Linked DNA regions of Mus musculus: all the other regions are linked to region 5. A link is a contact called in public HiCAR-type and promoter capture Hi-C data. All regions are on one chromosome and are shown on one strand. The core of a region is the stretch at or near the end of the contact, and the rest is flanking DNA. Distances in the headings are between cores, read along the strand shown.

Region 1 (3,909 bases), core at 352-2,851, 3.0 Mb after region 5:
AGGCTGGGGTATGTAAAGGGCACAGGTTCAGTAGGTCTTCTGTAGTTACTTCCATAACTCTGGAGTTGAGATGGCACCATGATTAACAGGGTCACCTCGGGGCTGCAGGTGAATCCTTGTGGTTATTGCACTTGCTTGGCAAGCACAAGGCCACAAACAGAACAAACAACAAACATATGTTGTGGTAGAACATGCCTGTGATCTGGAGGAGAAGGGAGGAGTTGCAGGCCATTATCCCTTACATGACCAGTTTGAGGCCTGCCTGGGTTAAGTGAGTCCATGTCTTAAAAAGAACAAAAACTAAAGCAACCAGGATCACCTTGCTAAATAAAACTGAAGCTGAGAGATGAGCAGAGAGCTAGCCTCCTGTGATGGGGTTACGCAAGTGAGGTCAAAGTCTTATGTAAAAAGTGTCACAGAATCTTTTTCTGTCACACACCAAGCCTTAGCTGGGTCCCCTTTGCTCCCACCTGCCTCTTCAACCTTGGCATGGCCGTACATGCCTATAATCTCAGAGTTTAGAAGGCTGAGTCTGAAGGAGGTGAATGCTGAGACCAGCCTAGGCTATATTATATAACAAGACTCTGTCTCAAAAGAAAAAGCAAAGACCCCTAATAAAAGAATCAACAAGATTGTTAAGACAACAAGGAAGTGAGCACACCTCACTTTTATTTCCTTTATGCAAGAATCCTGAGGACTAACAGGAGTAGGGACTAGGGATTCTCCAAGAGTCTCAGGCTCATCAGCTGAGATGAGCTAGTGTAATCTCCCTCATGAACCCGGTTCTTCACAACGAGTCAGACTGCCAAGTTTCTCACGGTTCATCAGGGTATTCTATTAAACGAGCGCGGCAAAAAGTCTGTCTTCTCCACGTTAAAAACAGCAAGGGGCGGGGAGTGAGGAGGTGGGTGTGTTCTTAAGAAGTCAAGAGAGCTGTCTGTCAAGAGGTGCCACGGCCCCGATGGGAGGAGAAAGTGCGCCTGTGCTCTCTCTTTGACTTTGGGTTGGTGTATCACAGCATGTCTTATGCAGTCCGCCAGTGCCACAGAATGCCCGGAACCTCCTTGGTGAGGGAGTGTCTGATCTCTCACTATGCATCGGGAAAATTCGGTTATCTCTCAAGACATCTCAGCTTCCATTTAGATGAGTTCACGATCCTCCCCAAACTGTCAGAAGGAACCTTCCTCTAGGTCTGTCTGTCACCGTCCATCGGATCGCGTCTCCCGCGCCCCTGTATCTTCACAAGAATTCTTTGGGGCACCACCATCATCCAGCCTGGTCCCCGGGGCTGTCGCGTCGCCGGGCTCTTCAGCCGGACCCCGCGGGCGCACGAAGGTACCCATGGCCGTGGCGTGGCCCGAACGCAGCAGCTGTAGCTGGCGCCGACCCCGGCGATACAGATACTCGATACGCAGCACGTCGGTTCGCGGAAGGCTGGCGTGCTGCCGGAACTCGGCCCGCACCCGCGCCTCGGCGCCCGGCGTCCCGCGCCCGGCGCGCAGCAGCTCGCGGTACAGGCTCAGAACTTGCCTCTGCAACCGGCTGGGCCGGCTCATGACCGCGGCGTCGCGGTGAGGCCCCACACTGGCCGGAAGGACCGCCCCGACACACAGTGCTGAGAAGCTAACGGGCAGGGCTACTGGCACGTCTGCCAGAAGTCCCGCCTCCTGCTCACCGGCGCTGCCGCATCTGATTGGCCAGTACTGCAGTACATCTTGGCTGGCTCTGGAAGTGGGCGGAGTCTCTGGTGCTCCGGGCCACTCTAAAGAGTAGTTTTTGAGTGCCTTACAGTCCTGGATATTTCTGAACTTGAGTGGAAGCATGGGGAAGGGCCTAAGCGGTTAGACTCTGGAAAGAGTGTAGGAGGAGATAGTTCTGAGCCCTCGGAAGATTGAGAGCGAAGGGATCGAACCCGGGGCTCACCAGAAGGCAGAGGGATATTGGGAAGGGATGAGCAGTTTTTAAAAAGATCTTTACTATTTTGGGGGCTGGAACGTGCATAAACTGACGACATGACCGCTCCGTGGTACGGCCAAGCGAAAACTTTTTGTTTGTTTGTAGATATGAGAGAGAGGACAGCCAGAGGCATCTAGAAGAGTCCAAAATAGAGAGGAAGTAGACTGCATAGCCAGGGCTGTCTGCGAGAGGGGAGAGAATATTGTTGAAGTTAAGGATTAGCCACACAAACCACTGGGAGACACCAATGTCAGTAGGGTATCGGAACGGTTTACTGAACACACATATCAACACTGATTAATCAGGGATGCACACCCTAGCCAGTTTTCAGGGCCAGTTTTTATATGGGAAAACCCACGAACAGGTGCATTTGGCTATCTAGACAAAGCCGTACTGTATGACCTTTAAGCTGATTGGCTGGGTCTAGAGGCAGGAAGTCTAGGGAATTTCCATAGGTCTCGAGGCTCCATACAGCAACATGATGTTATAGTCAAAGAACATTAGGTCAGACTAAGGTCATGAGCTACAAAATGAAGGTTGAGGCAGTATAGCAGAACTATTGTCAGGTTTAAAACGTAATAGCAGGAGATAGTGAACAGAGAAAACAGAAGGAGGAGAGAGTGTAGAGAGAACAGTGTGAATATCAGGATAGTGGGAATGAGTAAGTATCTGGGGGAGGGAAGCTAGTGAGCTGGAGGGAATTTAGGGGATTGGAGTTTTAGTCAATGTTCAGTAAACAACTTAAATGAATCTGTCTCATCTTTCTTATCTATGTCTTAATAATAATCTGTTTTACCTGGTGGTGCAGACATTTAATCCCAACACCTGGGAGGCAGAGGCAGACATCTCTGAGTTCAAGGCTAGCCTGGTCTACAGAGTGAGTTCAAGGACAGCCAGGAAAACCCTGTCTTGAAACACAAAACAAAACAACCCCTCCCCCAAACTCCCAAACCCCGTCTTATTATTTTTCCATCTAAGTTGTTTGCTGAACTCTTACTTTATGCCAGGAACAACTCTACATACTTTAATGTTTAATTGTTTGTTTTCTATGATTTATGCTGTACAGGGCCAGAGATGTATCTTCCATTCCAGAGTGCTTGCTTGCTTAGCATTTATGAAACCCTGGGTTTGATCCGACATTGAATAAAACCAGCTTGTGGTGCTGTACCTGTTATTCCAGTCTGGATACATAGCCATACTCTTCCCTCAAAACAAAAACAGCAAAAAGATTCTGAAGTGGTCAGTGCTGTCAACTGTATGATGGCCACACCAGTGCAGATATGTCTTCTTTCAGCTTGCTCCTCTTACTGAATCCTCTTGATTCTCAGGCTCCCTCTGGGTTTTAAACTTCCGTTCATTTCCTATCAAGTGGCTCTTTACCTCTAAGACAACTTCATCTAACAGGCTTGTTTTATTTTCCTGTGGCCTCGAGAGTCACAAAACTTGAAACACATACTGTCCCCCCTGTCCCTGCTCTCCCTAAGACTTTCTGACCTGGAACCCCTCCATCTGCCTTTGGGGAACTAGTCTTGCTCTCAGTTTGTGGGGCTTTCCTAAGTGACATACTTTCTCTCTGCTTCCAGATGTGGACTGATGTCCCAAGACCTGTCCCATCAGCCAGCTAATGTGATTGGTTTAGAGATAGGAAAATAGCTTTGGGACAATGAGGATCAGCCCTGAGACTTTTGCTCAAACTGAGACAGAAATGCTGGCTCCCCACCAGGACTGCCAAACTGTAGGAACTTGGAATGGTGGCTGCACCTGTGCCCCGCAGACACAACAGGGGTCTGTGAATCAAGCTGTCGCTATCTTCAAATCTCCACCTCCCATCCCCCCCAGAATGAGGATGTTTAGCTGTGCACCTGACTGCTATGTTAAAGATGTACCCTCCATCTCCTTTGTAGTCAGATGATAAAGCTCTACAAAGTGTTGATGTGTGGGAAGTGGAAGGCA
Region 2 (4,102 bases), core at 1,589-4,088, 2.5 Mb after region 5:
CAAAGCAATGGCCGCCAGCTGTAGAGTGCTTCACAACCATCCCTTACCAGTTGGAAGAAACTCAGAGAAGCAGTTTAAGGACAAGTAATAATAGATATTTACATGTTAGCTTGGCAGACAACTCCAACTTACTTGGGCCATGGCTTAAAACTTGAGTTGAGTAGTTCTCTTCTGGGTTCCACGATCAACCAAGTAGAGCCCGAGAAAGCTAGAGGGAAAGAACCATGAAAGGTTAAGGCTTCTTTGAAGTTTGTCTCAGTTGCTGTTCTACTTCTGTGAATGGACACCATGACCAAGAAAGACCAAGGCAACTCTTTTAAAAGAAGTATTTAACTGGGGCCTTACTTCAGTTTTAGAGGGTTAGTCCACGATCATGATGGCAGGAAGCAGGCAGGCATGGTGCTGGAGCACTAGTTGAGAGCTTTACATCCTAACCCACAGGCAGTAGGCAGCAGGCAAAGAGACAGACAGACACTGGGACCGGTATGGGCTTCTGAAACCTCAAAACCCATCCGCAGTGACACACCTATTCCAACAAGGCCACACCTCCTAATCCTTCCCAAATTGTTCTACTAACTGGGGACCAAACATTCAAACATATGAGCCTATGGGGGCCATTGTCATCCACACCTCCACGGAGCTTCCAAATGGAAATATGTGAAGGGCTGTTTCCTTCCTTGGAGAAAGAGCTTAGGGGCTCTGAGGGAATTCTACTCCCTTACAAAGCCAAAGTTGCTCAACTAAAGAGAGATAATTGGGATTAAATTAGTTATACCCAAACCACCACAAAGACCAGCGTATGAAATAGGATCACTCTGTCTTTCCGTAAATGTCCCCTCTAACTGCCCCATTCCTGAATTAGATACCCGATGGTCATCTCCCAGCTGAAAGCCCACTGCACCTGCCCAGGGCTCTCCCATGCACATCGATAACCAGTGCCTTCTATCCTCGTCATGGCCAACAACAGTCTGATACCTACAGAGTCCTTTTCATTCACAGCATACAACAGAAGGCACACCACACAACTCGACGCGTTTGAAGCCTAACTACGCCCTCACCAGACTCACCAGCTATTTACTGAGACAGCTGATGTGGTGGCGTAGCTTTTTGTAAACGTTTAATTTTTTTCTTTTATTTTTAATTACTTTGTTTGTGGGTTCTTGTTTTATCTGTCTCCTAACAATATCTTCTCTGTCTCAGCTTAGCTTCTCTAAGCTTAACTGCTACCTCAGTCTGCTAGCCCTGGAGCATGAGTAACAAACTGCAACCAACGGGGGGGGGGGGGGGGAAGGGTAGCGCAGGGAGGAAGGACCAAAAACCACCCACCTATGGGGCTTTAGCATTTACCCTCTGAAAAATTCCCAGAATTCCAAACAGCACACAATTACAGAATCTGTCTCCAACTGGTAAAACCATTCCTCTGCTCGAGCATGAGGCAAATCAGCATATCCCCACAGCTGGGATTAAAATGAAAGCATATTCTTATATTTCTGTGTTTTTTGAGAACCCAAACTTCCAGAATTCTCACTACAGGGTTTGTCTGTGTAGCCCTGGCTGTCCTGAAACTCACTCTCTAGATCAGGCTGGCCTCGAACTCAGAAATCTGCCTGCCTCTGCCTCTCAAGTGCTGGGATTAAAGGTCTGCTGCTGCTCCTCCTCCTCCTCTTCCTCCTCCTCCACAGCCATCTCCAAGCCAGAACCTTCTTTACGTTTCTTCTACCTACTCTCATCTCTTCTTGTTTATGTTAGATTAGGAATGTGGCCAACTATCTGTAAAAAAACAGTTGAGGCCCTAAATTTTAACTCAAGTACCATCTCAAAACTGAACACCTTGAATTCTAGTAATGGGGAGGTGGAAGAAGGCATAGTTCTGTGCTTTCGGGGCCAGCCTGGTCTACTTAGTGAATTCCAGGAAAGCCAGGGGTACATAGTGAGAGCCTGTCTCAAAATGGAGGAGGAGGAGCGGGGGGGGGGGGGGGGGACAAAGAAGAAAGAAAAAGAAAGAAATCTAAACTAACTGTATCTACCAGTACCAACACCTCCAGCGTGATGGATATACACGAAAGGGTCCCCTTCCACTTCCCTCTTTCCCCATCCTCAAAGGCACACATTCCTTCCCAGAAAGGTAAGACCCTCCCTGCTTCCTACCCTGCTGCCTACAACCCTTGAAAGCAAAACAGACTGTTTACAGGTGTTTCTATGATCTGCACAGCAACCTTCCGCACGAAACCTCTCCTTTCTTCAAGCCCCCGCCATGCCATCTTTCTGGAGTTGAGATCGCCTCTACTCACTGAAGCAAAAGGACAATAATCGGCCGTGAACCCAAGACTTTTCAGGTATTAATCACGATTTGAGGTGGAAATGAGATTTAGAGGGTTCAGACTGTCCCCACTCCCTGCCACCCAGGTGATCCACATTCAGGGGTCATCACATGCACAAATCAAACACGCTACAGTGTTAACCTCACCTTCATTAGGCTACCCAGCACTTTGGTGCCTCCCCATTAATCCATCTGTCTTATCCGCGCCTAGTTTCTCTCAATTCACTTCCCTTCCACACACCAGGTCTCATCAGGGTATCACACACTAGGATTTTCCATTGCTCACTGGTACCCACGGGACTAGGCAGGCGGCTTCCTCTCATCAGACTGCCCAGGGATGGTTTGGTCTCAAACACTCAGGTCTTACATTGGGATTCTCTTTGGGGTTCGGGAACGCTCCACGCTCCTCAGTTGTCCTCCTCCACAGCTTCGTGCGCTCCCAGCCAGCAAGCAGGCATGCAGACGGCTTCTAACTGGCTTCCTGGTGTGTCTGATAAAGCAAGCCTAGGGTCCACCGCGAGACCCGGCGCTGGCCAAGTCTTGAACTACATTTCCCAGGAGTCCATGCGACTCTTACGTCACCAGAGGGGACGCGGTAGCCAACCTAGACTGGGTTGTGTGAAAGAACACTTGCCAATGAAGGATTTGCTGGCAAGGTGAGGACTAGCAGGCAGAGTGAACGTTTCATTCTTCCATGTCCTTATATACGCTTCCAGAAAAAAAACATGGCCCAGTTTAAAACTGAATTAAAGTTCTGGACTAAAGATGTGTCTTCCTTATTCAAAAATCCAGATTCACAGTAGATCTTCCCACTTCAAAATGAGCAGAAAGCCCTCAGAGGTGTGCCCTCTATTTTGGGAGTTTTAGTTAAGTCCGGATGTAATCAAGTTGACAACCAAGAATTATCGACTCTATTAATTGCATTGTACGAAGGAAAAGTTGTTCTCCAAAATAATGATAATAAACTTTATAAAAAGAAAACAAAAATTGTCTTCTAAAACATAAGGTACAGATTGGTTAGATATTAAGCAATAATTAGTTATTTAACATGAATAAAATATAACTTACCATCCAATAATCAAAAACAATAATAAGATAGAGTTATTAAATAAATGTTATTGAGGATCAGGAGAGAGAGGATTTGCTATATTTAGATTTTCATTAAACAAGATAAAGTAGGATGTGCAATATCAATATCAAATGGTATGCATGTGATTGGACCCAAACATATCCTGAAGGAACAATCAAGTTACATGAGGAAGTTGCCCAAATGCCTATGGTTTCTACTCTTACAATGCCATCTCCTGCCAAGCATGCACCTATAGCCTCACAGTGTGTCGCCTGTGCTCTGTTGACTAAAGAAGAGATGACTAGGGCCTGGTTTACTGATGGTTCTGTACATTACGCATACGACACACAGAAGTGGACAGCTGCAGCATTACAACCCTTTTCTGGGACAACCCTGAAAGACTACTGAAGGGAAATCTTCACAGTGGGCAGAGCTTCTGGTGGTCACACATTTTGTTTAGAAGGAGAAATGACCAGAATTGGGTTTGCTCACTGATTCATGGACGATAGTCAACGGATTGGCTGGATGGTCAAGGACTTGAAAAAAAAACGTAATTGGAAAATTGGTGAGAAAGACATCTGGGGAGGAAGTACGTGGATATATCTCTCTAAATGTTCAAAAGATGGGAAATGTTTGTGTCGAAGATGTTTGTGTGTCATATAAATGATCGTCAAGAGGTGACTTCAGGGGCTGGAGACATGGCTCAGTCATTA
Region 3 (4,005 bases), core at 1,252-3,751, 2.8 Mb before region 5:
AGGAAGGGGGGGGGGGATGCAGGCGCTGGGGTGGAGCACCGTGGATGCTGATACACAGGAAGATGAAGGAGCCAGACCTCCGAGAGGCCAACCACCAGCCACTCTTCCTCAAAATCCCAGACTTGGGGGATTTTTTGGGGAGGGGGGCGGTGAGAGGCGTGGTGAGGATTTTGTTTGTTTGTTTCTTCGTTTTGAGACAGCATCTTATACTATAATACAGGCAGGTCTTGAACTCCGGTAACCCTTCTGCCTCAGCTTCTAAAAAGCTGGGGTTACAGGCTGATCCAACCACAGCCAGCAATTTGTGAATAAAACACACACACACACACACACAAACACAAAAGAGGCTTTTTTTTTTGTTTTGTTTTGTTTTGTTTTTTTCAGTTTAACAGGAATCTGAAATTTGATCCTGTTCTAGGCTTTAAGGGCTCAAGGTGAAAAGGTCACTGTACTCTGACCTTTGTGAAACTTTGATGAAGGAAACAGACGCATCTAGGCAGCAATGGGAACAGTTTCAGAGCCGGACGTGGTGGGATACACCTGGAAGCCCAGCACTCAGCGAGCAGAAGCTCAGGGCAGCCTGCTCTACAGAGCAAGTTCCAGGCCACTCCTAGCTACTTAGCAAGACTGCAAGACTGTGTGCCCCTACCCCCCAAGCAGAAAAGCTTAAAGCTTGCTTTAAATTGTAAAGAGGGCTCTTAATATTTATATGCTTAAAATCTTAAAATTCCAGCCTTCAAGGAGCTGAGGCAGGAGAGTGAGTTTGAGGACAGCCTGGGCTACACATTAGGCTCCTGTTTCAGAAAGAAAGGAAGGTGGGTCAATCAGTCTCCTGTGGTGGTGGCTTACACTTTTAATTCCCAGCACAAGAGGCAAGTGGATATCTGCAGCCAGCCTGGTCTACATAGTAAACTCCAGGCCAGGGTTAAGTAGTGAGACCCTGCCTGAATAAAATAAACACACACACACATACACACTCACGCACGCACACGCGTGCGGCGGTGGGGGGTTGGGTGGGTACTGTTTTATTTTGTTATGGAAATTTTCATGCAGAGTGAGGAGACTTAAAGAACTCCAAAGCCCCAGGCACCCTCCACCCCATTTCCACCCAGAGCGCTGCATTTATTGAGACCAGTGCTGTGTCAATTTCCCTAAATCACTCAATCTGCAGGAGCTGTATCATCAAGGAAGGCCCTTCGGATTGGCATCAATACCAGGAGAGAGTGAGCTCGGAGCAGCAGGGACAAAGGGTTTTCCCGATGAATCGAAAGGCAAGATCAAAGCCTGAGACAGCAAAGGGATTACTGTGTTTGAAGTGCTGGGGATATGGACCAGATAAAACGGTGGGTGGGTCCAGAAGAGGCGTCAGGGACACAAGTTTGACTGGGAGACCAGGTGTGGGAGGTGCATACCTGCCACCCCAGCCTTTGGGAAGCTGAGGCAGGAGAACTGCAGGGAGTTGACGAAAACCACCCGGAGCTAGAGTGAGTTCCAGAATACACAAGGAGACTCTCAGAAACAAAGCAAAACACAACTATTCCTTTTCTGTGGTGTAATGGGACTCTAGAGTTTTAAATTGCTAGTGATAAAAGCATTCGGGAAGGAGAGGGCTGTAGGGATGGCTACAAATAGTCAGCATGAAGTTATGGCCCTTTAAAATTACCCACAGGAGCTGGGCTGGCTGCCATATGCCTGTAATCTCAACATTCAAGAGGTAGCGTTCAAGGTCATTTTCTTCGACCCAGGTGTTGGAGGCTAGCCTGAGCTACATGAGACTCTGCCTCAAAAAAGAAAAAAAAAAGAAAGAAAAGAAAGAAAAACAAAAAAAGAAATAAAAAAGCAAACACCTATAGCAGACTTTCTAATTGTGCTCCACGGAAAAGCTGCCTTGACTCCCTCTAAGAATGCAAGCACTACTTTGCCTCTGGAAATTTGCATCAGCTATTCCCTCTGCTTTTTGGCATTCTACTTGGCTCCAGTTCAGACCTGGCTTAAAAATCAGCCCTTGGAAGCCCTTGCAGAACCTCGAGCTGGGGCAGGCGTTTCTGGCATCCACGGCCTCCTGCCGTCTACCTCTCTCTCTTCCAGGTCTTGACAGTTCTAAGTATTTGTCTAATCAAATGTGGTTCGTTTTCCTTAGACTGGGGGTTCAGATCTCTCGCAACGCAGAAACCACGTGCTGTCCAGGAATTTATCCTAGGTGACAGGGACGTGAACGGGGTCCCAGACCTTCGGTAGTTTCGGGACAAGGTTGCCAGCCCACCACGATTAAGTCTGCAGTCCCCTACACGCATGCGCTTTATTTTTCCAGGTGCCCCCCCCCTCCCCATCCATATGCTAATCACTGCGCTCTGAAGAACAGCCTCTCCCGGGAATATGCAAATCACATCCTCCAGTGCGGGAGGCCTTCCTTTGTCCCGCGCTAGGATTATGCAAATGAGCGAGCCTCCAGCCCGGGGGATCCGGGCCGAGTATTTAGGCCCCCACTCTCCCCCCTCATTCCAAGGCATCCACTATTTATAAGGCGCGTTCGCTCTACCGCGCACGCACGCACGCGCGATTCTTAAAGCTTCTTCACCCTTCGGGCCGCAGACTGTACCAAGTCTAGCGGGGCCGTGAGCGGCAGAGCCCGCCACCCCCGCCGGCGTGAGCTCTACAGCCTTCGCCATCCTCTGAGCCCCTCTTCCCATCGACCTCCGGGAATGGTCCATCTGACCGCGCACGCGCCCCTCGCTCGCCCCTCGCTCGTTCGCCCGTTCGCTCGCCCGCTCGCCTAGCCTCCCGAAACGCAGGCGCAGTGCCCGGGCGTGCAGCCGCCACCGCCGAGCCTGATCCGGGGCCGCCGGCGTCGGTGAGTGTCCGAGCTTGGGGGGGGCCGCGGGGCATGCTGGGAAGCGGGCGATACAGCCCCGCTGCATGACGGGAGCCCGCGGCCGCTTGGCCGAGTGACCGGCCCGGGAGTCCCTTGCTTTCCCCAGCACGCGGCTCGGGACCCAGCACAGCTTCGCCTCGAGGCATTGTGGGAGCCCGTGGGCCAGGCGTTCTGGGCCTGGGGCATTCTGGGAAGGGCCTGGGCTCCTGGAGGGGACTTTTTTTTTTTTTTTTTTTTTTTTTTTCGTCGCACACGCCTTCTGTGAGAAGCCCCGGGGCAAGGAGCGTTTGGGTGCCTGGTGGTCGTTAAAGGCCCGAGGCATCGTGGGACGCTGTCACGGGGCATTGTGGGAGCTGATCTTTATTGTTTGGTACCGGGGTTTGTCCGAGTCCCAGTCCTACCTAGCGTTGTGCGGAAAGGTATCTATTGTGTTCACTCACGCACTGTGAGGCGTATGTGTGGGTGGGGTCCTGGCCACTCTGCTTTTGAGGGAACTGAGGCATACGGTTTCATGTAGCTGGGTTTTGGACCCACAATATCGCGGAGTACAACCTAGAATTTATAATTTACCAAGTGCTGAGTTCGCAGAGGTGCATCACCACGCCCAGCTGGCTTCCACCTGTCCTAATGCTTCCACTTGATATCCGGAACGTTCTGGAAGAAGCTTTATATAATGTGGGTTTGGAGAGGGATGGCTGTCCCCAAGTAAACCCCCAAGAAAAGTCCTAACAATCCTTGCTGTGATGGTCAAGTAGAATAATAGTTAAAGCCCAGTGTGGTGTCACGCGCCTATAATTCCTGCTGGGGCAGGAGGATTCGCTATTCTAGACCTGTTTTTTTTTTTTTTTTTTTTTTCCTTTTGGGGAGGGCATCAGATCTCAAAAAAAGAAGGGGGAGTGGGTTTATGGAATGGCTAATCCTAGGTATTGTTGCATGGAACACATATATTAAATATTTAAAATAGAAACAACCAGTTGTCCTCAGTTTTTCTTTGCTGAATGGTGCGAGTTTTTCCAAAAATAATGTATTACTACAGAATTAGAGGGGCCCAACATCTGATGATTAATCATGAGAGCTCTTCCTTGCCAGTCACTATTTCTCGGTCCTTCAAAGGCCTGATCCAGTATCTAGGT
Region 4 (3,943 bases), core at 984-3,483, 2.0 Mb before region 5:
TCTTCACTATATAGACCAGGCTGGCTTTGAACCTACAGAGACCTGCCTGCCTCTGCCTCTAGAGCACTGGGATTTAAGGCGTGCACCACCATCACTAGCCCATAGCCACTCTTAAAGTGTAGAAATTTTTTACCAGACACTTTGTGGGAGACCACTGTGCCAAGGTGTCCATAACTGTGTCAAGTACAGCAGGTTTGCCACTTTTTTTTTTTTAAAAAAAACATTTAAAGGCAACGTCTTGTCATATTGCCCAGAACAACCCTTAGCTCAATTATCCTCCTGCCTCAGCCCTTCAAGTGCCAGGGTTATAGGCATGTGCCACCACAACCGCTGCCCCTTTTCCTTTGCCACTCTTCCAAGGCTCTCACCAGCACAACCACCCGTGCCTGGGGCTGCAGCTTGTTCACCAGTTGTACGATGGCTTTGATGCCACCTGTCACTTGTTCTGCTGTGTGGCTATGGTTGTTGGTGCCCACCCAGACCACCACAATCTGTGGAAAGAGTGACACAAATCAATAGTAAAGAAGCAGGCAAAAAAGCGGCTAGCCCACCACCCAGGCCTCCTTACCTTGGGCCGGATGTGCTCCAGCTCCCCGTTCTCAAGCCGCCAGAGTACATGCTGTGTGCTGTCACCACCAATGCCAAAGTTAAGTGCATGCAGAGGTGAGAAGAGCTCCCGCCAGATCTGGGGTCAAGAAATGACGTAGACACTAGCCACCACCCTCTGTCCAGGCCATTATGGACATATCATTATGGATTAGCCTTACTTTATGGACAAGGTCCGGTTAAATCTCAGCTTGACCAAATCCGGAATCATGGAACTTATTACTGCTTCACTTTAACCAAAATTCACAGAAGTTACGTTCATTTTATGAAGATCCTGTCTGCTTTAAGTATACACAGAGCTAATGGCAATACAACTGAACCTCATTGTGGGGTGGGGGGGAAAGCCATTGTAGCTAAACGTCTTAGGGACTTTATTACTGATAAAGTCTTTGCAGAATACCATTACAATCAACCTTCACTTTCTGTAAAGCTATTACAACTTCGAGTAAACCCAACAGGGGCTGTGCCCCACCTTAAACAAACAATGAAAAGCCCTCACCTGACACAATCTTGAAGGAACGCCTCAATTTAACTCGACAGAGACAAACCCAACCCGACAAACTCAGGGCACACACTTCATTCTCAGCAGACATGTACATGGGGTTCTTAGATTCCTGCTACCACGGGCATTTCTGTACCCCTTATCTTGTCTTATCAGGTTCTGGGCTTGAAGTGCCAGTGAGGGTGCATGCCTGGATGAGGAAGGAGGAAACGGGTGGACCCTCACCTCACATTGGTGCATTAGCTGAACCAAGGAGTCCCCGATAAAGACTACTTCGGGTTCCTTGTCTTTGCTGTCCGCTACAAACCGATGGTGCTGCAGAGAAAGCCAGAAAGAGTCAAAGGCACGCACGCTCCAGGCCCCGCCCCACCCCGCTGCCTCAGGCGGAACAACCCCAAACAACCCAAACCAGGCTGCCCACCTAGGTGAGGAGGAGGATGTCACGAAGCAGTTCTATAGACATACACGCCCCCCAAGCCCCTAACCCTGGGGACCACGCGCGGTCACTCACCAGAGACATCCAGCGCCCGTCACCCTGCACGTCTTGCACAGGCGTGGGCTTGCTGGCCGGGTTCTCCCCTTCCCCACTCATCCTCAGCACCGCAGCCCCCTGGGGATGAGAGTGGAGTCCGCCCGGGAAAGCTCCGCGAGGACGTGGATCCGCCACGCCCACCCCTACCTCTCGGGCCAACACAATGGACCGTCCTGCCGCGCTCGCTCGCGCGTAGGGCGAAGGCCGAGCCCAGACGCCGCCTCCTTTCGCAGACTAGAAACCGTCACGTAGGAAGGAATCCTCGCTCCCCTCCCCCGATGGAGGCCGCAAAGTGGGCTCGTCTGCCGCTTCCCGCCGGGACCCCTTGCGGCCACGGGGGCCCAACGCAGGGGGGAGGGGCAGGCGAGACCAAGCGGCACTCGTGGCAGGGGAAGAGGGGGCGCAGACAAGAGAGACACAACCCAGAGTGGACGGAAAGGGGCAGGGTACCTGTAAAGCCGACAGGGACCAGGGACAATCTAGCGCCCTCCGTCCGAGGAGGAAATCATTTGCTGCAGGGCCAGAAAACTCCGGAAGAGACCACCTACGGGGGTGTGTGTGTGTGTGTGTAACCCATTCACATAGGAGAGGGAGTGGACGAGCTCATTCCTAGATCCGCGGAGGGGGTGGCTCTTAGACACCTGGGAAGGGACGCTCCCATTTCTTACTGGTGTAGGGATTTGAAAGGAAGCTAGCCAAACTGGGCGGTGGTGGCACACGCCTTTAATCCCAGCACTGGAGGGAGCCAGAGACAGGTGGATGTACTAGTTCGAGGACAGGCTGGTCAACAGAGTTCTAGGACAGCCAAGGCTACACAGAGAAACTCCCGTCTTGAAAACAAAAACAAAAAGAAGTGAAGCTGGTGGAGGCAGCACCAGAGTGGCTTTGAGGGGACTTCCCTATTTAAAACTTTCTGTTTTCTTTTGAGATGAGATTTCACTCTGTAACTTTAGCTCTCATGGAACTTGCTATAAACAGCAGGCAGGCCTTGAATTCACAGAGATCTACCTACCTCTGACTCCTGAGTGCTAAGATTAAAGCTGTGTGCCACCAGGCCAAGCCCAACACTAAGGCTTTGTTATTGTTATTTATTATTTATTTGTTATGTATATGTATATACGTGTGTGTGTGTGTGTGTGTGTGTGTGTGTGTGTGTCTTTTTTAAGGTAGGGTTTTTAAGGTAGGGTTTTTCTGTATGACAGAGCCCTCCCTGGCTGTCCTGGACTTGCTTTGTAGACCAAGCTGGCCTGTAGAGTGGTGGTATTATAGGTATGTGCCACTAGACCCAGCTTCAACATTAGTTTTTTAGTGGTATAAAATCTCAAATGCATATCTTCATGCCTCAGAGGCACCATCAGATCTATGTGAAAGAGGTGCAGAAAGATCAGAAATTGGAGATGGCTGCAAGGCCCAGCCCAGGTCCAACTTGGCATCCGTCCTGCAGATCACCTTGCACCTCCTAGGCCTCTGTTCCTCTCTCTAGATACAAAGTTCCATCATCAACTTCAGGTGGGTGGCTCTGGACTCCAAATCCCATGTCTGTAGCCAAGGCCACTTTCTATCATCTTCTTTCTTTCCCTGGCTCAAACTAAACCCCAAATCGCAGTGTTTTCTCAGATGCCCAGGGTCTCCCTCACCCCTAAATGGCCTAGTTGTTTTCTGGCAGCCCCACCTAGCGACTGAACTTTCAAACCTATCCATTCCTTCTTGTTGGCTTGATACTAAAGTAGTGAAGAGTTTTATTTATTGTGTTCACATTCTGTCTCAATCTCTTTCCCTAATCTGGACCTGGCATGAAGTTATTACTAAACAAGTGCAGTGCTTGCAGAATGATATTAGTTACATTAATGGTCAGATCCTGGCTATCTCCATCCATGTGTTGGAGAGAGAGACTCAGACATGACTGAGAAAGGCCCGGGACTCTGAGGCTTTGTGTTTCTCTAGAACAGAACTTCTTTCCTGTGTGCTTGTTTGGAGGTACGGTCTCATGTATGAGATGACTTTAAACTCACCATCCTCCAGCCTCTACCATGGTGAACAGGGCTTCCTCAACTTTTTCTACTTGAGCCCCACTTTTGCCTGAGAAAGTTTTTGGTTTTGATTTTTTTCTTTCTAAATAGGAGGTCTTACTATGTAGCTTAGGCTACCCAGAACTCATTGTGTAGACCAGACTAGCCAAATCTACCCTAGTGATGGCAATAAAGGTGTGCTCAACCATTCCAGCCCAAGAAAGCTGTGTGTGAGTGTGTGGTTGTGTGTGAATTTGAGTGTGTGTGTGTGTGTGTGTGTGTGTGTGTTTATAT
Region 5 (3,763 bases), core at 20-2,519:
CATAGGGGTCTTGCCGAGGTCAGCCCGCCTTCACATGTTCCTCCTTGTGCCTCCAGGGGTTTGGCACCCGTCTGGGCACGGCGCCTGGCACGGGCGAGTTGGGGCTGGGCCGGGAGAGAGTGAAGGAAGGAGGGAGGAAGGGGCGGAGAGAGGGAGTGGTAGCGGGCGGGGGCTCGGGCGGGAGATGAGCTCACGCCGGCCGGGTTGGGCTGGCTGGGGGCCAGCCTGGGCGAGTTCTCGGCGCCAGGGGCCCCACTCCCCATTCCGGAGGGCGTAAGGGGTGAGAAGCAATGAAAACCCGACCCCCAAGTCCATCCCCACACTCTGGGCTAGCAGGTGGCGCACCCTCCTGACCTCACCTGAACCCCAGAATGCTCCCCTTGTCTAGAGGAAGCTGAAGCGCAAGCCGGTCCCTTCCTCCCCCAGGGGGCGCCCTTTCCTCAGGCCTCCTATCTGGATATCTGTCGCACGTGGAACCGCTGTAACTCAGGTCTTGCCGAAAGGCACCCCGTCTTTCCTGGGTCCCCTCCCGCTTAGCTCTTCATCACAAGCAGTCCCATGCCAGACTTTCCTAGTCTTCCCCCACTCAAAGACAGACCTAGAAACTTGAGATATGCCCCACCACCCCATGCGACTCTGAAACACTCCTTGCTGACCCACTACGCACAGTCTGCGAATTTGGGCCCCATCTCAAAAGTTCCCAGATCCTAAGATCCTCGCCTTGACTGAAAGGGATGAAAGCTAGTCTCAGTCCGTTCACGTGGGACACCACAGTTCCAAAAACACTCAATGCTCCTGAAATCAGCGCCCTGGAGATCCACTCCCCAAATAAGGAATTCAGAGCCCCCTTCCTCAAAGACCCCACGGAGTCCCCAGCATTTCTGTACATGGAATCTGGGCTCCTGCTCCCTAAGGCATTGTCTCCAGGGTCCTCCCTCCGGGCACTCCTCCCTTGGGAGCACCATCCCGCACTCACAGGCGCGGAAGCCGGGTCCCCCCGGGGCCGCCCCGCCGGGCGCGCCGCTGTCCACGCTGGTGGCGTTGCGGGGCGCGCAGGTCGGGGTACAGCGGGAGCCAGTGGGCCCGTGGATGCAACGCAGGCCGCACACAGCGGGGGTGAAGCGCACGCGAAGACGCTCTCGGGGTCGGCCCAGTACGGGCTGCGGCCCCAGCTGCGCCAGCAGCACCAATAGCGACACCCAGAGCAGCTGCGCGCCGCCCGCCATGGCTGCAGCGCCGCGCTCCACCGCGCCGCCGCCCCAGCCCGCCCGAGGGGCCCGGCCGCGCCCGCCCGCTCGCCCGCCCGCCCGCGGGGGAGGGCGGCCGCGCCCCCGCTCAGCCCCCCCTCCCCATCGCTCCCTCCCGGGCGGCCGCGCGGGGGCGCGTGGGGCTGGGCGCTTAGCCAGAGGCGCGAAGGCTGGGCGCTAGACTCGCAGGGGGGAGGGGAGGGCGCCCCCTCTGCTCCCACCCGTGCTCCAACAAGTGGATGGGGCCTATGGGGAGTAGCAGGGAAGGGAACAGGTGGGGGCGGGCGGGTTTGCTCCCAGAGAGAGTTGAATCCATTGAGAGGAAATCCATTAGAGTAATGGGGGCCGCATTTGGGGAGCCAGCTGAAGACTGATCCTCTGACCAGGCACGGGGGTAGGGGGTGGGGGGGAAGAGGCTTCATCTAGATAGAGGACAAGGATGGCACATTTGGGCAGCAAGATGGTACATCTGTGGGTGACGAGAAGGGTCGGTGTACAGGACACATAAAGGAATTAGAGGAGCTGAATTCTGGAGAGGAGACTAAGGCGCTTACACCTGAAGACGCCACAGCACACCAAGACTCTCTACACCTGGTGGGAGAGGTCAGAATGAATAAAGCTGTGGGCGGGGGTCCTCACATCTGGCCTGGGGCACACATCTGGAAAACCTTAGGAAGGAGGGGGATGCATCTGGGCTGAAGGCCACACAGCAGGAGAGGGCTTCTGAGGGTAGTTGAGTCTATAGAGTGCTCTAATCTGGGGTACCGGGCTGTAGTAAAAGTAGGGTCAAGGGACGGTCTGGCATGTAAGAGGGAAAGGTCTTTGGCCCCCAGCCGTCCCGCAATCTTGGGCATTTTGTGCCGGGGCAGGCGCCAACCCGCACAATCGCTTTTGTTGTCTGGACTGGTTCAGCCTCGCTCTCTGCTGGGCGAGTTGCCCCCCTCTTCAGCCACGGGAGCCCGGACGCCTGGCTTCCCGGCCCCACCCTGATGGGTCAGCGCCTTTGGCCTGCGTCTAGTTCTGTCCCTGGCTCACCTCATACTGCCGGACGCAGGGGTCCCTAGAGGTGGCCGCATCCTGGGGAGTGGGGTGGACCAAGCTACAATAGGGGACTGGTAGGCGGCGGCAGCACCGTGGGAACCAGACGGCTTTATCTGGCCCGGAACCACCCCCCTCCACCCCCTACACGGAGGAAGGGCGGATGTTCTTACCCCGGGCCTGGCCGGCAGGGGCGCGATGTGGGGGCCTTCTTTTCAGCAATGCCCGGGCCCACGGCCCTCGGGGCCGCCTTTGCCTCAGCAGAGCTCGGGCCTCCTGCAAACTAGGTGGAAGAGGGTGGAAGAGGCTGTCACTACTATTAAATTGGCCTCCTCACCTCAAGGGGGGGGGGAACCCTCCTAAGCCAGGAGCACTTCCAGGAGTGGGTTTGCCCAACATTGCCCCCAGCCCTTTTATTGGGAGCAAGGCTTGGGATATCTTTAGAGAAATACTTTCAGAGAAAGGACTATGGAAGAAGAAAAAAAAAAAAAGGGTATGGAAAGAGAAGCGATATGAGATGGATGGGAAGGGAAAAGTGGGTGGGGCGTAGAGACAGAAACAGATCAAGAAGCAAAGACCCAATGATTCAGCCAGGCAAGGAAGAATAAACAGAAACACAGACAATGAGTTAATAGTGAAAGGCCAGTGTGCGTGTGCGTGCGTGCGTGTGTGTGTGTGTGTGTGTGTGTGTGTGTGTGTGTGTGTGTTGGAAGGGGAGGAATTATATGCTTACGTCAGTGGCTGCCAGTTGAGGGATACCTGACTCTTCTCCACGGGACTGCGGCTGGGGCTGGGCACCGAAGGTGTTGGGGTCAGGCACCCCTCTAGACCTGTGCACTTGGCAGGTGGGCAGTTCCGGACCCTGCAGGAAGCTTTAGAGACAATCAGGGATTCAGTAGAAAAGCAGGGCCAAGCCTCTGCCATCGTCCATCTCTTCATTTTGGATGACGCTGGGGACCCATACCCATACCCCACCTGGAAGAACCCACCTCGGGTGCAGCGGCTACTCTTAGGTGTCTGGTCTAGGCAGCAGTGACAGGCAGCAACACTGTAAATAGGAGAGTGGGACTGTTCAGGCCTCAGAACAAAGGAGAGCAGGGGTGGAGGACAGAGGAGAAACCAAGACAAGATTCAAGGGAATTCCAAGCACTCATTACTATCATTATTTTGAGACAAGGTCTAGAATGTACTGTGTAGCCCAGGTAGCCCTCAAACTCACGACAATCCTCCTGCTTCATTCTCCACTAAAGCTAAAGTTACATACATAAGCCATCACGCCAGGCTTAAAATTATTTCAAGAGACTTTCAAAGGAGAGTTCTAAGCGAATCTACAAGCCTGGACTGTCTGGGATCTAGAACTCCGCCCACTAATTCGAGGAGAGTGGAGGCTCAGACGCCATCCTAACATCGAACAGTAGGTGGCGCTACATGCACAGACCTCGGCGGCTGTGCACTGCGGTGTCGCCTTAGACTACGGG
Region 6 (3,672 bases), core at 516-3,015, 2.4 Mb before region 5:
CCCCTTCTGTAGAAACGGTGGCAAAATGAGAAGTTTGGGGTGGACATGCCAGATGACTATGAAGATGAAAATCTCTATGAGGTAAGCACTGTTTGCAGCAGGCGTCGGGTGCATGGGGTGTGGTGTCTGCCTTGAGTCTCACCCTGGAGTTGACTGGACGCTGGGGCTCCAGCTGTCAGGGTACTGATGTCTCCTCTCTGACCCCTGCAGGGCCTGAACCTTGATGACTGTTCTATGTATGAGGACATCTCCAGGGGACTCCAGGGCACCTACCAGGATGTGGGCAACCTCCACATTGGAGATGCCCAGCTGGAAAAGCCATGACTGACATGTCCCACCCTTCCCTGCCTGCCATATGTCTGACTCCAGCATCCCTGCCTCCCCACTCTTCCCCTGGAGTCCCCCCTTCCCAGTGCTTGCTCCAGCCACTCGAGTGGCCTACCCTTGCCTCCAGGCTGCCCCACCCTATTCTCCCACCTAATCTTGTCCTTCCCCAAGTCCAGCTCCCTCTCTAGTGGGTAATGAGCCCTTAATCGCTGCCTCTAGGGGAGCTGATTACAGCAGCCTCGTTAGTGTCACCCCCCCTCCTCCCAGATCTGTCATGGCCACTTAAGTGATAATAAATCCTTCCCAAAGCAGCCCTTGGCAGGAGTCATGGATCTCATGTAGACTGCTCCTCAACACTGCCAGGGAACCAGGAGCAGAAAACCCAAGTCCCCTCCCCCCTCAGACCCAGGATTCTAGGTTCAAGTTCTCACCTGACCACTTCTGAGATCTGGGACCAGACAGTTCTTGCTGTCTGTCTTCCCCAACCCCCTCCCCCCAAAATAACAGGAAGTCTCTTGGGGAAGTCCCCACCCCAATTGAAATGCTGGTTTATCTCCCTTATAGGGCCTCACCCTCCTCATGTCCCAAAGCAAGGGGGAACCAGCCCGGGTGTTACCAAATTTTTACCTATATTTAAACTCTGAGAACACAAGATATTATTTTCTGGAGTGGGGCCTAATTCCCTCATGGGTTCACTTGCATAAGGCAGATTTGGAGAGTTTCTGTCAAGAACCGGGGGGAGGGGGATGACAGAGAGAGCTAGAGTGGTGTGACAGTCATTGGGATGGGAAGAGCAGACTCAGGTTGTTAAAAGACAGGAGGCCAAGAGGAGACTCAGTGGGATCCCCAGAGACAAGGATGCAGAGATAAATAGCCAAAGGAAGAAGCAGACACAAACTGGCTGGCCTGATAATAACAGTTGAGGAAAGGACAAAGCCTGAAATCTCAGAGCATGAGAGAGACAGCCAACAGCAAGAAATGGGCCCAGCGTGATCAAGGCACAGAGGAGCTGCAGCAGGGAGAAGCAACAGAGGCCAGAAAGCAAGGAGTGCCTGGATGGGCCCCTGACCTTGTGGGCAGGAAGGCCTTCGAGCTTCGAAAAAGAGATCAGGGTGGTGGCGCGCACCTTTAGCTTTAATCTCTCTACTCCAGAAGCAGAGACACCTGAGTTCGAATCCAGCCCGCCTTACACAACAAGTTCGAGGCCAGCCAGGGCTACATAGGGAGCCCTTGTCGCAAACTAAGAGAAAGAGAGAGTAAGGGCCAGGGCAGGAGCTGGGCAACAGCAGGGAGGGCGGCGGAGGCGGACAAAGGCGAAGGGGAGCCGGGCGGGGCCGGGTGGGGACGCGCCCGCGGGGAAAGGAGGAGCCGCGCGGGCGGCGAGAAGGGGAAGGAAGCCGAGGTGCCGGGCGGGCACGGGGCGCGGGCAGGAAGCGGGGAGGGGCGGCGGGCGGGGGCTCCGGAAAAACGCCCCGACTTCCTGCCCGCCAGAGCCAGGAAGCCGGAGTCGGGACACCGGGCCCGGGATCCCCGAGCCCGACCTCGGGCGCCTCGCCGGTCACCTCCCCGCGCGGACACCAGGTACACTGTCCCTGGCCCCGCCCGGCCTCCTCCTCCAGCCGCCGCAGGGAGGAGCAGGGAGGGGACCGGGCGCGGAGGGCCTCCCAGGGTGCGCCCAGTGAACCTGCAGCCGCCTTTCTCTGGCCTCGGTTTTCTCATCTGTCAAAGAGAGCAAAGAGAAAACCCGGCGCGTTGGCGCCCGCCTGTCATCCCAGGAGTTGGGAAGCAGAGACAGGAGGATTGCCATGAGTTCGAGGTTAGCTTGGGCGACCTAGCATGAACCTGCCTCAAAAGAAAAAAAAAAAAAAAAACAAAACAAAACAGAGAGAGAGAGAGAGAGAGAGAGAGAGCACTTGTCGAGAGCACAAGTAGGTAGAGATCCAGGCTCCCAGCGAAGAACGATAACACTCATTTATCAGCAGGGAAACTGAGGCCCAGGGAGTCGGACTGCCTTGTCGTAGGGACAGAGCATCTGGGACTTGAACTCAAAGCTGTTTCCTGTAAAGAGCTGTCCCTGCGATCATGGATGCTTGATTAGAGCTCCCTAAAATAAACAAATATCTCTGCAGTACATTTTAAAGCCGAGACTTACAGAGCGTTAAACACGTCTCAGAAAGCTTTTTTCCTTACCCTCTCTGTGGTATTAATTATACTCTGGGAGATGGCTGTAGGGGAGAGAACCGGAAACATATCCTCATTGAACAGATGGGAAGACTGAGGCCTAAAGGGAAGTCATTGCATTTTGCAGGTTAGTCTATCAGAAGAAAATATATGCTCGAGCGCATGAGTGTTTTATGCTTTTGTTTGTGTGTGTGTGTGTGTGTGTGTGTGTGTGTGTGTGTCTATCTATGTGAGGGGGTTCTGTTTTTGTTTTGTTTTTTCTTTCCAATTACAGCGGGAGGAGTTGACAGTGGTGACAGAGGGTATACAAGCATTTGGAATTTAATAGGTCCGAGTTGGGGAGGTAGAGCTCATGTGAGGTCCCGATAGGTGCTTAGGACCTGAGCGACTTGAAGTTTCTCCGAGATTGAGCCCTAACCAGGCAATGGAACCATGCACCACTCCTGCTAAGGGGGCGGGGCCCAGGAGAGTGACAGGGGCAGTCGAAATACGGAAACAAGGGTCCTCCAAGGCAGACCAGAGCGGCCCTATCGGGCCAGCGTGGCGCCGTGTATTGCGATACCCGCCGGCAGGAGGAGTGGAGTTGCCGAGGCCGGAGAGCGGTAGGAGGCGGGCTAGAGCGGCCGGAGGGAGGAGTGGAGCTGGACGCAAAGGCGGCCTCTGGCTCGGCTAGAGCGACTCTGCGGCACGGGTGGGGGAACCTGGAGCTCGAGCGCGGAGGCTTCGGTTCCTGAGGCTGCAGTGGCTTGCTTCTCTTCCCATCCGACAGGTGAGATAGGCAGCCCTTGGTTGCCGTGAAACCTGACCCCACACGTCTTCCCTGCCACCCACACCACCACCGCTGCAGAATTAGTGAGCGCCTGTTGTAGATCAGCCACGTCCCACGTAAGATTTAGGGCTCGTGAAGACCCGCCACGTTACATAGGTCAATAAGAGCTCACATACCTTCCAGGTTTCAGGAAGCCTTTCACGGAGACCTGGCTTTTAACATAAGCATAGGCTTCTCATAGATCAAGGCAGGGCCCTACAGAACCCACCACACACCACTATCGAGGTCCCATAAACCATTAGTTTTCCCTTTAGAATCACCATCTCTCTGGATTCTTGAGGCCCACTATATGTCAAATAGAATGTGGGGTTGTATACATTCCAGGGCCCTCGTAG

The links. Promoter capture Hi-C pulls out the DNA fragments that hold promoters and counts their contacts. HiCAR-type assays count read pairs that join an accessible place to other places. Capture Hi-C pulls out chosen DNA fragments and counts their contacts.
Region 1: a contact with region 5 is called in a HiCAR-type map of astrocytes, with 4 times the contacts expected there. The contact joins the promoter of Sdhaf1 here to the promoter of Ltbp4 in region 5. A contact is called at or near these places in 3 of 39 promoter capture datasets (cranial neural crest, hippocampal neurons and maxillary cranial neural crest), 1 of 115 datasets of contacts at active chromatin or transcription factors (astrocytes) and 1 of 9 other capture datasets (adipose tissue).
Region 2: a promoter capture Hi-C map of liver shows a contact between it and region 5, with 3 times the contacts expected there. The contact joins the promoter of Zfp940 here to the promoter of Ltbp4 in region 5. A contact is called at or near these places in 1 of 39 promoter capture datasets (liver) and 1 of 9 other capture datasets (liver).
Region 3: a contact with region 5 is called in a promoter capture Hi-C map of hippocampal neurons, with 4 times the contacts expected there. The contact joins the promoter of Zfp428 here to the promoter of Ltbp4 in region 5. A contact is called at or near these places in 2 of 39 promoter capture datasets (hippocampal neurons and pre-B cells).
Region 4: a contact with region 5 is called in a promoter capture Hi-C map of stem cell-derived epiblast-like cells, with 2.8 times the contacts expected there. The contact joins the promoter of Pafah1b3 here to the promoter of Ltbp4 in region 5. A contact is called at or near these places in 5 of 39 promoter capture datasets (cranial neural crest, hippocampal neurons, liver and 2 more) and 1 of 115 datasets of contacts at active chromatin or transcription factors (embryonic hindbrain).
Region 6: a promoter capture Hi-C map of pre-B cells shows a contact between it and region 5, with 3 times the contacts expected there. The contact joins the promoter of Arhgef1 here to the promoter of Ltbp4 in region 5. A contact is called at or near these places in 3 of 39 promoter capture datasets (cranial neural crest, hippocampal neurons and pre-B cells) and 1 of 9 other capture datasets (liver).

What each region holds. Positions count from the first base shown.
Region 1 is chr7:30,320,774-30,324,682 of GRCm38.p6, forward strand. Sdhaf1 (succinate dehydrogenase complex assembly factor 1) reads right to left here and starts at 1,602. Exons shown (of 1, transcript NM_001033140.3): 1 at 636-1,602. The coding sequence starts at 1,556. The coding sequence ends at 1,200.
Region 2 is chr7:29,850,810-29,854,911 of GRCm38.p6, forward strand. Zfp940 (zinc finger protein 940) reads right to left here and starts at 2,839. Exons shown (of 5, transcript NM_173738.2): 1 at 2,688-2,839; 2 at 133-208. The coding sequence starts at 141.
Region 3 is chr7:24,504,586-24,508,590 of GRCm38.p6, forward strand. It overlaps Zfp428 (zinc finger protein 428), which reads left to right and starts at 2,502. Exons shown (of 3, transcript NM_146183.2): 1 at 2,502-2,851.
Region 4 is chr7:25,295,753-25,299,695 of GRCm38.p6, forward strand. Pafah1b3 (platelet-activating factor acetylhydrolase, isoform 1b, subunit 3) reads right to left here and starts at 2,234. Exons shown (of 5, transcript NM_001357350.1): 1 at 1,620-2,234; 2 at 1,334-1,423; 3 at 569-685; 4 at 369-491. The coding sequence starts at 1,700.
Region 5 is chr7:27,332,379-27,336,141 of GRCm38.p6, forward strand. Ltbp4 (latent transforming growth factor beta binding protein 4) reads right to left here and starts at 1,270. Exons shown (of 30, transcript NM_001113549.1): 1 at 977-1,270. The coding sequence starts at 1,226. All of the region lies in intron 1 of Gm30543 (a long non-coding RNA gene), which reads left to right.
Region 6 is chr7:24,901,221-24,904,892 of GRCm38.p6, forward strand. Arhgef1 (Rho guanine nucleotide exchange factor (GEF) 1) reads left to right here and starts at 1,766. Exons shown (of 30, transcript NM_001130151.1): 1 at 1,766-1,908. It overlaps Cd79a (CD79A antigen (immunoglobulin-associated alpha)), which reads left to right. Exons shown (of 5, transcript NM_007655.4): 4 at 13-81; 5 at 211-638. The coding sequence ends at 324.